5 separate regions of the Mus musculus genome follow, and all the other regions are linked to region 1. Evidence: chromatin contacts called from public Hi-C, HiChIP or PLAC-seq and promoter capture Hi-C data. All regions are on one chromosome and are shown on one strand. The core of a region is the stretch at or near the end of the contact, and the rest is flanking DNA. Distances in the headings are between cores, read along the strand shown.

What was found. Promoter capture Hi-C pulls out the DNA fragments that hold promoters and counts their contacts. A called contact is a pair of places that touch in the nucleus more often than the background predicts. HiChIP or PLAC-seq counts read pairs in DNA pulled down with a chosen protein or histone mark.
Region 2: a contact with region 1 is called in a Hi-C map of B cells, with 8 read pairs. The contact joins the promoter of Dnph1 here to the promoter of Aars2 in region 1. A contact is called at or near these places in 2 of 39 promoter capture datasets (the 3T3-L1 cell line and liver) and 1 of 484 Hi-C or Micro-C datasets (B cells).
Region 3: a promoter capture Hi-C map of pre-B cells shows a contact between it and region 1, with 3 times the contacts expected there. The contact joins the promoter of Mad2l1bp here to the promoter of Aars2 in region 1. A contact is called at or near these places in 17 of 39 promoter capture datasets (the 3T3-L1 cell line, 3T3-L1-derived adipocytes, the C10 cell line and 11 more), 3 of 484 Hi-C or Micro-C datasets (cerebellum, muscle stem cells and pre-B cells), 3 of 115 datasets of contacts at active chromatin or transcription factors (astrocytes, bone marrow-derived macrophages and large pre-B cells) and 4 of 9 other capture datasets (adipose tissue, liver, macrophages and 1 more).
Region 4: a contact with region 1 is called in a promoter capture Hi-C map of hippocampal neurons, with 2.3 times the contacts expected there. The contact joins the promoter of Crip3 here to the promoter of Aars2 in region 1. A contact is called at or near these places in 2 of 39 promoter capture datasets (hippocampal neurons and liver).
Region 5: an H3K27ac HiChIP or PLAC-seq map of large pre-B cells shows a contact between it and region 1, with 4 times the contacts expected there. The contact joins the promoter of Tjap1 here to the promoter of Aars2 in region 1. A contact is called at or near these places in 6 of 39 promoter capture datasets (the 3T3-L1 cell line, hippocampal neurons, liver and 2 more) and 2 of 115 datasets of contacts at active chromatin or transcription factors (large pre-B cells and pancreatic cancer cells).

Annotation. Positions count from the first base shown.
Region 1 is chr17:45,505,477-45,508,176 of GRCm38.p6, reverse strand. It overlaps Aars2 (alanyl-tRNA synthetase 2, mitochondrial), which reads right to left and starts at 1,336. Exons shown (of 22, transcript NM_198608.2): 1 at 1,096-1,336; 2 at 467-658. The coding sequence starts at 1,323.
Region 2 is chr17:46,495,476-46,498,175 of GRCm38.p6, reverse strand. It overlaps Dnph1 (2'-deoxynucleoside 5'-phosphate N-hydrolase 1), which reads right to left and starts at 1,387. Exons shown (of 4, transcript NM_207161.3): 1 at 1,204-1,387. The coding sequence starts at 1,366.
Region 3 is chr17:46,152,216-46,154,915 of GRCm38.p6, reverse strand. It overlaps Mad2l1bp (MAD2L1 binding protein), which reads left to right and starts at 1,365. Exons shown (of 3, transcript NM_025649.3): 1 at 1,365-1,473; 2 at 1,875-2,137. The coding sequence starts at 1,419.
Region 4 is chr17:46,427,576-46,430,275 of GRCm38.p6, reverse strand. Crip3 (cysteine-rich protein 3) reads right to left here and starts at 1,334. Exons shown (of 8, transcript NM_053250.2): 1 at 1,283-1,334; 2 at 863-957; 3 at 410-467; 4 at 184-315. The coding sequence starts at 1,325.
Region 5 is chr17:46,281,590-46,284,289 of GRCm38.p6, reverse strand. Tjap1 (tight junction associated protein 1) reads left to right here and starts at 1,264. Exons shown (of 10, transcript NM_001252474.1): 1 at 1,264-1,330; 2 at 1,851-1,944.

The DNA of each region.
Region 1 (2,700 bases), core at 87-2,586:
CAGGAGACAACCCCTTCCTTCAATCAGCGAAGTGAGGCATATTCTTTCCTATTGGATGTCGTGTGTGTATGTGTGTGCCCGTGCCCGTGTATGTGTGGTGTACACACCTGTAACATGTGGACATGTGCTTGTGAAAGTCAAAGGACAACTATGGGTGACTGTACTTAGGAGCTAATTTTTGTTTAAAACAGGGTCTCTCATTAGCTTGGGACTTTGATGTTGGCCAGACTAGCTTGTCTGTGAACTTCTTCAGGGATCTGTTTCCATCTCCCATCTGGCCATTCCAGCATCATAGGCACACACCGTTAGCCCGCACTTTAAATTCGAGTTCTGGGGAATCCACAAGCACTTTACCAACCCAGTCATCTTTCTGTCTCCCCTATAACACACTGTGTTTAGCTCTTGGTCACAACATCCAGCACTCAGGGTTCAAAGACTTTAACTCTAGAGCTCCCTGGAAACTCACCTTAAAATATTCACCCCCGAAAGCCCAGTTGCCAAGCATCTCGAAAAACGTATGATGAGAGAGATCACGCCCCACATCCTCCAGGTCGTTATGGCGTCCTCCAGCCCTGACACACTTCTGGCTATTAACTACACGTCGGAAGCCTGCCATCTCACTTCGTGGATCCACTGTGCCCAGGAAGATGGGCTTGAACTAGAAGCACATAAAAGTCAGGAAGGGTAGAGAAGAGGTAAATGAACTTAAACAAGAGACTCTGCCTAGTAAAAAGTAGTAAAATTTACAGATAAGGGAAGTGGTTGGACAGAATCAAAGCTTCAAGAATATTACCAAGCACCTAGCAGGAGTGCAATAAATGTCTACTCAATGGATGAATTTTATTTATTTAAATAGTCTTCCACTCAGAGCCTGCCCCTCAGGACTTCACAGCTGCTATCCAGAGATAATAAACTTAATTTCTCCCCACAAGTTTCCAAGCTAATTCCCCAAGACCTAACCAGGCCCCCACCCCATTTTACCCAGCCTCTCTTCCACTCAGAGTTCCGCCCCTCACTTTTTTGGTCCAATCCTGAAGCGCTTTTCTCAGGCTGACTCCCGAGCTCCGCCCCCGATCGGTGTGGCCCCGCCCCTACCTGGTTCATGCCTGCATTGACGAAAAGCAGGCTGGGGTCGCCGCGCGGCCTCACGGTAGCGGAGGGCACGAGCCGGTGGCCGTGGCGATCTCGGAAGAAGCTCAGGAAGGCGTCCCGCACGGCCGCTCCGTGGGGTGGACCGGGCTCGGTTGAGAAAGGCTGCCATGGGCACGACCTCCCAATGGCTCGCCGCAGCTTACCGGCTGCGGCAGCCAACGCCACCGCCATCTTAGCTCCGGGCAACGGCTTCGCGGGGTCAAAGAGTGACGTTCGAAAGGACGCCTAGTGTTTCCTACAGCGGCCCCTGGCGGGTGGAAGACTTGGGGGGGGGGCAAGTCTCAGCTTCTAGTGAAAGTGTTTCCCCAAGAAGGGGACTTCTTCCCCTGGCGAGCGGCTCAGCATACCGTAACTTTGCATAGAGTAGGCCCTTAATTCATCCAGGATTGAACAGATAATTATAAAAAGATCATTACATGCTAGGCTGTATTTTGAACGTTAGTAGCAATATTAACACAATGCCTCTGCTTCCAAAATCTGTATTCTGGCAGTAATGGTTGTTGTGCTATTGATTTTGTGGAGTTGCAAAGGAACAGGTGTGGGTGCAATTCGGTGCGTGGACCGTGTGGTTTGTGCTGATCCAGGCTGAAGAGTGCCAAGGGATCGTGAGTATTCAAGAGGTGGTCAAGAACCCTGCGTAAGTGCCAGGCACTGCTCTAAGACCTTGCCAGGTCCTCTTCTGCCCTCGGTTTGCAGAGCCACTTTGTCCTTAGGGACTGAAGCAGGTTCTTTGGAGCAGGAGTCTGGTGGAGACACAGAAGCCAGACTGCATCTGCTCCATTATTAATTGCTTAATGACATTTGGTCTTTTAATTTGCTTGGGGATGAGAGAATCCAGGTCGACAGGTCAGGACAAAGCTGTTGGCTGAGAGCTGTGGCGATGGCTTTCCATGAGCCTCCCAGGGCCCTGAGGCTTTGAATTTTGCTGAGAGAAAAGAGATACCTGTCCTGGCAGGCCCAGTCCCCTTGACTTCCTTTCTATGGTAACAGACCTTGTGGGTGCAGCTAGACAGCTCAAGGACTTCTCATGATGACCTTGCTTGACCTTTAGTCTGGGAAAGTTAGCAGATCTAGGAAGAGAAAGGGATTTGCCAAGTTTAAGACCCAACAGAGCAGTGGTTCTCACCCTGTGGGTTGCAACCACATAGGGTTGCATATCATTCATTTACATTACGATTTGTAACAATAGCAAAATTACAGTTATGAAGTAGCAATGAAATAATTCTATGGTTAGGGGCCATCACAACATGAGGAACTGTTTTAAAGGGTTGAAGCATTAGGAAGGTTGAGAGCCACTGCACTAGAGGTTACAGAACTGAGGTCTTTGTGGTCAGAAGGACAGCCTTGGCCACCCAGGGGGCTCTTTTGGCCACCAGTCTTTGTGTGTTATTTGGGTCTTTTGAACTTTTGAAGCACAGCTTCTTTTCGGGGAATACATAGTCTATTTTGGACTTGAGTTTCTATAGCAATAGTGAATTCTGACAAGCCTGTATATCTATCCCGTGATCCTCTGCCTTCTCTTTTCCATGTAGGTTAAAGGTGTTGTTC
Region 2 (2,700 bases), core at 138-2,637, 990 kb before region 1:
GAAAAGGTCTGACTCACCCGGAATCCAAGGGGCGTGTCTGGGGTCAGAGAGCCAGGATCACAGTTTCCAGTTTGAATCAACTCTGCTGTTTAGGACGGTAAGGCTCTGCAGGTGGCAGAGCAGAACCACACTGTCTAAAACTTCTTTTGTGAGCCTGAGGATCATGGCTCATAGCACTAATCCCAGCCCCGGGAGCAGAGGCTGGGGAAATCTGTGAGTTCCAACACAGCCTGGTCTACACTGTAAGTACCATGATGGCCAGGGATATGTAGAGAGACCCTGTCTCAAAAAACAAACTAACAAGTTGTGTGTAGCAGCAGGTGCCTGTAGTTCTAGCACTTGGGCGGTGAAGGCAGGAGGATGGCGAGTTCTAAGGCCATCCTTGGCTACAAGTCTGACGTCACTGTGCGTTTATGACAGCCTGTTTCCAAAATAAAGAAAAGAAAAAGAAAAAGCAAGAAAAGTGACTAGGGGAGAAAACCCAGATTCAAAGGTTTTCTCCAGGCTATCACACTCTGTAGACTGTTTTGTCTCATTTCTTTGAGACAGGGGTTAACTCTGTAGCCCAGGTTGGCCTGGAACTCATCCTACCCTCTGCCTCCAGAGTGCTGACATTGGCGCTGAAGGTGGAGAACTATCAACAAAACACACCATGCGCTAGCCAAGCATAAGCACAAACAGGTTCTTTCCAATCCCCTGGCATTTTTTGCCTACGATTGATTCTTTGTCTTTTAAAAGATTCTCCCAGAATTGCTTTAGAGTCCACAGCTTAGGAGTTTGTTCTTGCATGGGGCAAGGGAGATCTACTTAAAAGTTTTTGGAGCAGAAATACAAGAGTTCTAGGTACAACTTTCCTACTGGAGGAGTGCTTATCCAGACCAGCTTATCAAAGCCTTGCTAGCCCAAAGCTGGGTCTGGGCTGTCACTTGCTTCCAGTGTGCTGGACAGGGACACTTGACCTGCGCATGGAACGTACACATATAATCCAGGACCTTCCATAGCCAGCCGGTCCCCTAACCATTACGAGGTCCTAGTCTGCAGATCCCCTAGCCTCCGGTCTAGCCTGCGGGTCACATGAGCTGCGGGTTCCCCAGGTTGAATGTCTACTAGCCAGTGGGTCTCCTATCCGGCAAGTCCCTAGTCAGCCGGTCCCCTTAGCCTACAGGTCCCCAGCCTGCGAGTCTCCAGCCCGCGTCGCCTCACCACGCGGCTCCAACTCAGCATCAGCCACGTGCTCAGTGAGCACCTTCCCATAGCGCCGCAGCCGGGATACGATCCGCGAATACAGAGCTTGGTCTTCCCGCCCGCCGCGGATGCTCCCGCAGAAGTACACAGAGCATGGAACCAGCTCCCCGGATGCCGCCATCGCCGCGCGCGGGCAACCGCTGCCGCCGCTACCACGTGACCTGGGAAAGCGACTCCCAGAGGTAAGGGGACCTTCTTCAAGCTCGCTCTCTTCCCGGATAGGCTCTTCCCGAGCCAACCCGCTCATTAGTTCTGACTCCTCCCCGTGACCTGCCCCTCCCCAGCTCCTAGCTATTCAAGTAGTTCTGTACGGATCTCAGTGCTCTCAAACTCTGTACGGGATCCATAGGCAACTGTGATTGGCTCTCATTAATCTTTCCAAAATTTAAAAAAGATTGTTAACTTATTTTAAAAATATTTTATTATTCATACATGTATGTAGTGTTTTAATCAAATCTAACCCAGTCTCTCTCTCCCCTCCAATCCATCTTCTATCCCCTACACCAACTTCATTTTTATTTATTATTTAAAATAATTATTATCTTTGATTATTTTATTATTTTATGTGTATAGGTGTTGTGATGGTTTGTTTATCCTTGGGCCAGGGAGTGGCACCATTTGGAGGTGTGGCCTTGTTCAAATAGGTGTGACCTGGTTGGAATAGGTGTGTCACTGTGGGTGTGGGCATAAGATCCTCACCCTAGTTGCCTGGAACTCAGTCTTCCACTAGCAGCCTTTGGATGAAGATGTAGAACTCTCAGCAATGCCTGTGCCATGCCTGCCTGGATACTGCCATGCTCTCACCTTGATGATAATGGACTGAACCTCTGAACCTGTAAGCCAGACCCAATTAAATGTTGTTTTTTATAAGACTTGCCTTGGTCATGGTGTCTGTGCACAGCAGTAAAAGCCTAACTAAGACAGGTGGTTTGCCTGAGTTTATATCTCTACATCATGTGCATGCCTGATGCCCCAAGAAGCCAAAAGAGCACAATGAGCTAACCTGAAACTGGAGTTACAGACACAGTGAGCCACCATGCAGGTGCTGACAATCCAACCTGGGTCCTCTGGAGAGTGGCCAGTGCTGTTAACCACTGAACCATCTCTACAGCTTCCCTCCCTACCCACTGAGCCCATTAGTGCTACCTATGTGTGCACCGGTGTGGAACCATCTACTGGAACAAGTACAGGCAGCCTCTCAGGGTCGTGCCTGCCTCACCAGCTGTTAGCTGTCAGCAACGCTTCAGCTATTGGCATGGGGCCCTTCTCCACACAGGGTAGGGTTTGGACCAGCCTGATCGTGCACGGGCAGTCATAGCTTCTATGAGTTATGTGTGTAACCCCACTGTCATGTCCAGAAACAATGTTTTCATGGCAGTCCCTCTGTCTTTCAACCCACTCTTCCATGGAGATGGCCCATTTACATTCAAACACTCTACAGTCTCCGAGAGACCC
Region 3 (2,700 bases), core at 116-2,615, 650 kb before region 1:
CCTGCAGTGGTGGCGCTCGCCTTTAATCTCAGCATTTGGGAGGCAGAGACAGGCATATTTCTGAGTTCGAGGCCAGCCTGGTCTACAGAATGAGTTCTGGACAGCCAGGGCTACACAGAGAAACCCTGTCTTGAAAAACAACAGCAACAACAAAGAACTTATTTATTATCGTTACATGTTTGACCTTATAAACCCCCCCCCTTTTTTTTTTTTGACACAGGGACTCTCAGTATAGCCCTGGATATCCTGGAATTCACTCTGTAGACCAGGCTGGCCTCAAACTCTAGATCTACCTGCCTCTGCCTCCCCAGTGCTGGGATTAAAGCTGATATGACCATACCCAGCCATAACATGTTAATGTACTCGCGTCACTTCCCCATTTGTGTTTGTGAGTGAGCCTGTTACATAGTGGTGTAGAGGGACTCTAGTCTCTCCTTTCACTTTGTGGGTCCTGTTTGAACTCAGGTCATCGAGCTTGGCAGCAAGCTTCCTTATGTCTGTGGCATCTCCCAGGATTCCTTCCTGCCCTACTTTGAAAAAGCTTATTCATCCCCCTATGTGAGATCAAGTTCAAACTTCACTTGGGAATTCCTGTCATGACCTTGATGCCGTTTATCTATTACCACCTTAACAATTCAGGTAGGCCTGGAACTCAGGAACTCTGCCTCCTGAGTGCTGGGATTAAAGGCGTGCACCGCCACTGTCCTGCTAAAAACCTTAACTCTTTATAGTATTATAAGGGTCTATGACGGGCGTGGTGGTGCACGCCTTTAATCCCAGCATTTGGGAGGCAGAGGCAGGTGGATTTCTGAGTTCGAGGCCATCCTGGTCTACAAAGTGAGTTCCAGGACAGCCAGGACTATACAGAGAAACCCTGTCTGGAAAAACCAAAAGAAAAAAAAAAAAGGGTCTATGATTTGCTCAAGAAAGATAACCCAGACTCAAACAGTATGTAAACACAAAGAGTGTTTTATTCTGCAGAAGTCCAACATGCTGGAGTCTCCCATTACCAAGATAGAGAGACCCCGAAGTGAGTTCAAAGGCTGGATTTAAAGCACTATTAAGCGAATTCCAGGGAGGGGTAGGTGAACTTCTAGTTTACTTAATCTTGGCTCTATCTCTAAGGACATTCCAGAATGGGGGGTTGGGGGCGGGGTGGGTGCTGGAAACTATTGCTGAGAAAAAAAAAAAAAAAAAATGAAGGCATCCCCAGCCCCAGGGGACGACTGGGTCGCCTAAGTGGGAGGGGCCAAGAGCTCCCCGGCTTGGGTGTGGTTCAAGTCATCTCCAACCTCCACCATTCAGCGGCTGCGCTGAGTCCCTTCTGGCTGGTAAGAGCCGGAAGTGGAGCTTAAGCTTCCCATGATTCTTTGCGGGGCGTCTATTTTAACCGCAGGACGACTAGGCTGGCAGTCGCGATGGCTGCGTCCGGTGAGGAGGATATGTCCGAACTGTCCCCTGCTGCTGCCCCAAGTAAGGCGTGGGATCCATAACTTGGGGACTCGTTTCTTCCCTGCTGCTACCTCCCCAGATGCATTTAGTGGCTGACGTTTCCTCCGTCGTTCCTTTCTGTCCTTGTTCCTGGTGTCCCAGTCCGCCCTATCTCTGCAAGTCACTCCCTCGCCCTTAAGTGGAATTGTTTTTCCTGCCCTGTCCCCTTGGGTGTTCTGCCCCTGATATTTCATACCGAAACATTAGTCTCAGTCTTCTAAAGCCCCCTTTCCTGTCCCTGATGTCACTTAAATCGTCCCCGGCCAGTATCAGGTTTCCTGTCACCTATGGGAGTGTCTGCTGATGGAGCCTCTGGGAACGCTAAGACTAACGCTGACTTTGACAACCCCTCCCCTTTCTTTACCTTTTCACTTATGGACTAGATTTGGATTGGTATGAGAAGCCGGAAGAAACTCATGCTCCTGAAGTAGATCTTGAGACTGTCATCCCGCCAGCCCAGGAACCTTCCAATCCTGCGGAGCCCTTTTGCCCAAGAGACCTGGTGCCGGTGGTGTTTCCCGGGCCTGTGAGCCAGGAAGACTGCTGCCAGTTTACTTGTGAACTTCTCAAGCATATCCTGTACCAGCGCCATCAGCTCCCTCTGCCCTATGAACAGCTGAAGCACTTCTACCGGAAAGTTCCCCAGGTATGTGCAGGCTTTCTGAGAAAATTGGTGGGAAGACTTTGTGGCTCATAGATGATGGGGAAGTAGAAAAGTGACCTAAGATGTCTTCAGCCTCCCTGCAAGTCTAGGCTTTTGCAGAGCCTTCCTTGCCTCATTTTCTCTGCACTTGGGTCTCTCCCTTTTTTCTCTTGTTCTTTTTCTGAGACTCTTCCTATTACCGGTTGTATGAGGATATTATTAGTTCTTTTTGGAGCTGTACTGATGGTTGTGAGCCATCATGTGATTCCTGGGAATCAAACTCAGGACATTTTCTGCCCGCTCCGGCCCTGCTCACTCTGGCACAAGGGTTTGTTTGTTTGTTTATGGTTTTCTTTGAGACAGGGTTTCTCTGTATAGCCCTGGCTGTCCTAGAACTCACTTTGTACACCAGGCTGGCCTTGAACTCAGAAATCCGCCTGCCTCTGCCTCCCAAGTGCTGGGATTAAAGGCGTGTGCTTATTTATTATATGTAGGTACACTGTAGCTGTCTTCAGACACTCCAGAAGAGGGAGTCAGATCTCATTAGGGATGGTTGTGAGCCACCA
Region 4 (2,700 bases), core at 85-2,584, 920 kb before region 1:
GTGGTCATTTGTCTTCTCTGGGCATCTCTTGTAAAATGAGGGTGATCATGCTATCTGTCCAATTTACCTTTTAAACTCAACTCACACGAGAGCAGAAAAACAGGGCCAGCAACAGGACCACAGTGTCTACTGCAGCCTGAGGAAGGGTCAGAAGGAGAACAACTAACGCCTGCCTTCACTTACTTTTCTTGGCCCGGGAGAGGCCAGTCCTTGGCCTGGGGGGGCTAAAGTTGCTGGGGCTGAGGGAAATGCGGCTGGCAGGAGGGGGAGTTGGGAGGTTGTAGAGATAGCAGCCCACACCACCAATGTTGACCCCTGCAGAGAGAAGACCCAATAATGGAGGTCAGGCTCTAGTTCCTAGCCACAAGGAAAGTTTGTGGCCCCTGGCCCCTTCTAGGCTGGAACTTACCTCTAGGTCCAAAGAGAGCCCCATAGCAAGGCTTGTGGCAGTATGGTCTCCCGTTGTGCTGGGCACAAGCACAGGCAGAGGGAAGGGTCACTCAGGGCCAAAGGGACATGCATGCCTGTACAGGCTTTCTCAATCCAAGCTGTCAGGTGCATATGTGCACTGCAGCTAGTCTGATGGATCTTGTAGGGATGGGTGGTAGGCTAGCGTGTCCAATTGCCATTGTGGAATAGGGGTAGAGGTGGGAGACAGAGCAGCTGCGTACCCCTCCCTCAGAACCATGGGTCAGCAGCAGCTCTGAGCCTGTCAAACTCTGGCTCACATGAGGCTCAATGGGTGGGTCACCCCGAGCTTGTTTGTGGAGGTTCCTTTGCCTTTGACAGGTCTCCAAGGCTGAAATTGGGGTCTATAGGAGTAGGGGTGTGACAGAGGACTGTCACCCTGGCCAGGCCTCACCTCTGCATGCCCGCCAGGGGACAAGATGCTGTGACAGCGCTCACATTTCAGGCAGAAACGGTGCCAGTTCTTGCCTAAGGAGCTCACCTTCTCAGCTGTGGGGAACAAGGTGGGTTCGGGCTGCAAAAAATCCAGCCCAGCCCTGCTTTTGCCCTTTCAGCCTTCTGGGAAAACCGGCCCAGCCAGCCTCGCTCCCTGGAGACAATGAATATTGTTTCCAGGAAGAAGCTCCATCCCACCCTGGTGTCTCTTGCTTGGGCTCTTGGAGGTGTGGCAGGCACTTTGTTTTCAAGCGCAAGCGCGCGCGAGAGACACACACACACACACACACACACACACACACACACACACACACACACACAAATACAGGGGACCCGGGGGCTCAAGGTTGCCTTTACTCCTCCTAGGTCCCAGCCTTACCAAAGTAAACGGGTTGCTGACAACGCGGACAAGTCCAGCTCATGGTTCTTCATGAGATAGCTTAGTCCAAGCAGCAACTATAGGAGCCCGCTGATATGCCCCGCCCCTCCACCAGCCCTGCCCACTATTCAGCTTTGAGCCCGTTTGAGTTGTGGCTGCTCATTGGGCACACACACACACACACACACACACACACACACACACACACACACACACACACAAACTTAGAACTGAGGGACCCTGAGACTTATCAACTTACTTTAAAGAACTTCAAAGTGGGATACAGACTTGGGAGGGAGGGAGCCCTGAGTTCAATGGCCTCTCTGGTCAGTGAGAAGCAAGAAAAGGCACCATCAGGCATTCTTTAAGTGGTTTAATTCTTCCTTAGTGGAGGAGGGCCGGAAGCAAGGGAATGTGAAGGCCATCTTCGCTAAACCATATTTTTTGTTTGTACTGGAAGTAGTAACATGGTAACAGTCTCCATGGCACAGGGTTGTAATGAGAACTGGGCAAGTTAATCTCAACAGCGCAGTGCCAGGCACATAACTGCTATGCAAGCACCATGAAGAACCCTGTGCATATATATAGAACTCACATCCCGGTCTATAAGTCCCAAAATGTGCCCCTACGTACAGCTGGTCTACAACCTGCTCATACGATTATCACATCTGTTAAACACCAGCCACATATTTCTAACTTAGTTTAAGAGTGTAAAATGGGGGGTTGGCGAGATGGCTCAGTGGTTAAGAGCACCAACTGCTCTTCTGAAGGTCCTGAGTTCAAATCCCAGCAACCACATGGTGGCTCACAACCATCCGTAATGAGATCTGTTGCCCTCTTATGGTGTGTCTGAAGACAGCTACAGTATACTTACATATAACAATAAATAAATCTTTAAAAAAAAAAAAGAGTGTAAAATGTTGTGGAGTCACCAATGATCACCCCAGAAGGTGAGGGATAGTTCCAACCCAATGGTCACACAGATGGCTCCGGTTAAACTAAATGGGTCACAGAACAAAACACAAACTGAAGATGATGAACCTGGGAAGGAACAGTAGGGACCCAAGTGGTAGTGTTCAAAATGAGACAGGAGATGGTGTGTAGGATGGCAGAAATCAGACTACATTACAGACTTGTGAAACTGACAAATAACAAAATTAATTTAAAAAAACCCCGTAGAAACCACTGCCCCCAAATCATTGATAGAATAAATTTAAGTTGTAGAATGCATTTTAACTTTTAAAGCAGACTTTATTATAAACATTATTTTTTTACCAGTTATGCAGTTATTCAGATGAGATTTTTTTAAAAGATGTCTTTTTAAAAAGATTTATTTACTTATTTTTGTATATGAGTACACTGTAGCTGTACAGATGGTTGTGAGCCTTCATGTGGTTGTTGGCAATTTAATTTTTTTT
Region 5 (2,700 bases), core at 15-2,514, 780 kb before region 1:
TCCTGAATGACCACAGACGTGATCATTTGAACAAGGACACACCTGTTGGTGACTCCCTAGAAGGAGAACATTCCAGCCACAGGAAACAGAAAGCCGGAAGCCTCAACATGCTTAGCAGGCCCCAGGAAAACCTGCTGCCTAACCACTGTTGTGGGCTGTGCACCTGCTATGGGACATCCACACGTGCTCTTTGACTTGAAGAGACGTTAGGGCAAAGGGACGCAGCAAGTAAAACAACAACTCTGGAACCGGAGAGGTGCTCAGCCGTGAAGAGCATCTGCTGCCCTTGCAGAGGACCCAAGGTCAGCTCCCAGCACCTACATGGTGGTTCACAACTGCCTATAACTCCATTTCCCGGTGATGCCATACCCTTTTCTGACCTCTACAGGCTCCTGCATGCACATACAGAGACGTGGGCACATACACATAAAGTAAACTCATAAATAATTATGGTACAGGATATCTGTTATAAAGTTCGGTGTAACTAGTTAGAGCCGTCTAGTAAAAGGAGCTTCAAAGAGAAGGCTTTTTGGAAGCGTTGACAGTTTAAGAATGGCAACTGAAAACTGGGCCTACCGTCTAATACCCGTAATACCAGGTGCGTCTCGATGCTTGCCTGGGCTACATAATGAATTTGAAGTCAGCCTGGGCTGACTCTCCCCTCCCTCCAAAAACAGTATAAAATTGACCTCCTGAGTGGAGGAACTGGATTGCAGATCTCAAGGCTTGATTTTCTGATAACACAAGACAATTTAAGAACCTGAAGACTTTTGGGAGAGGTGGGAAGCACGGTTGAAAAGGGTGGTAGAGACTGGGTCGTGCGTTATCTTCCGTTGAGATGAAAAGCTGGCATTTTCCTTTGCCTTGTGTGGCACCCTGAAGTCAGAAGCCAGAGGCTCTCTGTGAGTTCAAGGTACAAAGTGAGTTCACATTCCAAGGCCAGCCAATGAGGCCTGATGGGTGGGAGTGGCAATGAGAGTCGGGGTACGTGGAGGGGTGTGTTGGTATTTTTCTTTGTATACGAAGCATCTTGTATTTTTTAAGCGTTGTTCTCTATTTTTTCCCACAGTACCAGCCTTTTCCCCTTTCTCACTGTTGAGTCCTACTTCCAACACCGACTTCCTTCTTCCCTTACCAGGTCTGCAAAGGAGGAGATTCCCACTTTCCCAGCATCACCAGGAGTCCTAACGCTTTACCCCGAGGCCCCGCCCCCAGGCCCGCCCCTCCGATGACGCACGGCGCCCGGTGCGTGGGGATTCCCGCGGTCCAGGCCCCTACCCGGCCTGCCCCGCGGCAAGATGGCTGCCTGAAGGAGAGGCCCCGGCAGAAAGTTTGTTGTGGGATTTTTGAGTAGTCGCGCTGGGTGGCGAGAGTTGAGGGGGTTTGCGGAACTCTAGCATGGAGTAGAGATGGAGGGAGGGAACAGCTCCGAGGTGGAGAACTAGGATGCCAGGATGGAGGAGGGTTGGAGGCGGAAAGAAAAAAAAATGCCGATGGGGGCGGAGGGGAGGGAGCCTGGAATTTGGTGGCAGCCCTAGGGGAGGAGATGGGGCGGGGGTGGGGGGTAGCCAGAAATAGGTGTGGTTCGGCTTCTGGAGGAGCAATCGCTCACGGATTGAAAAAGTTACTTCTCTCAGAGTAAGGAAGCCTGGAGCGCGAGGCAGAGGCCTGACTCCCCCAGGCCGGTGGGAGGGGAGATGGCTCTCGTAGTCGGGAAGGGGTAGGAGTGAGATGTGGAGCGTGCAGGGCGGGTCTCCCAAGGAGGGGACCGAAGCCAGTCGTGTGACCCTCTTCCAGGCTTAGATTAGCCTTACCCATAGCCCCTATAGCAACGTCTGCCCCCATTTCAGCTTGAAGACCCAAGGGCCCCAGGGACTGGAAGAAATCACATTGCCTGCTTGGAAAGAAGAGGTAGCAACTTGCCCCAGCCCAACCCCAGAGCGGGTAAGATGGTTTGCAGAGGCAGGGTTTTGAGCGATAATCTCCCTGGGAGAGGATCCATGGATTTGGTGAATCAGTTAATCCGAGAAGTTTGCTTGCTCTTCTACAGAGGTTTTTGTTTTTTGTTTTTTTGTTTTTTGTTTTGACTGTGATCTTTAGTTGGTGTTTGGTAAGACTGCTGGCTACCTTGTGGGAGCTGGTGTAGAGTTGAGTGTTGCTTGCCTTCAGCTGTATAAACAACTCTGGGCAAGTAGACGGTCCACTAAAAATAGTCTTCCTTTCTTAATTGTTTTGTTTATTGTTTTTTGAGATAGGGTCTCACAGGGTAGCTCTTCCTGGCCTGGAACTCTCTATGCAGAGTGAGCTGAAAGTATTCTGGCGGATTCTTGTCACAAAGCAGCTCCCTGTTTGTGTTACCATGTCTTCTTCCATTTTCCCCCTCAAGTTGTCAAATGTGCCATTCTGCCTGGAAGTAGTAGACCTGCGGTGGGTGGCAGACGATGGGGAGTCACAATCAACTTTCTGATGGGGTTCACCGACGTTTAGGTCATTTCTATGAGCAGCTCCCGAATTCACTCCTGGTGCATGTCTGCTTTGGCATTTTTTTTTCCTTTTTGGTAAGAAGATGTTATTGGTGTTCCTTGGTTGTGGCCTGGGGGAGCTGTGTCCCAGGTGAGGGAAAGTCGGGCTAGGACTCAGATGAGCTTCCATGGGCAGGGGTCAGTGTGACCTGGGGAAAGTTGTGAACACTCTTTATCC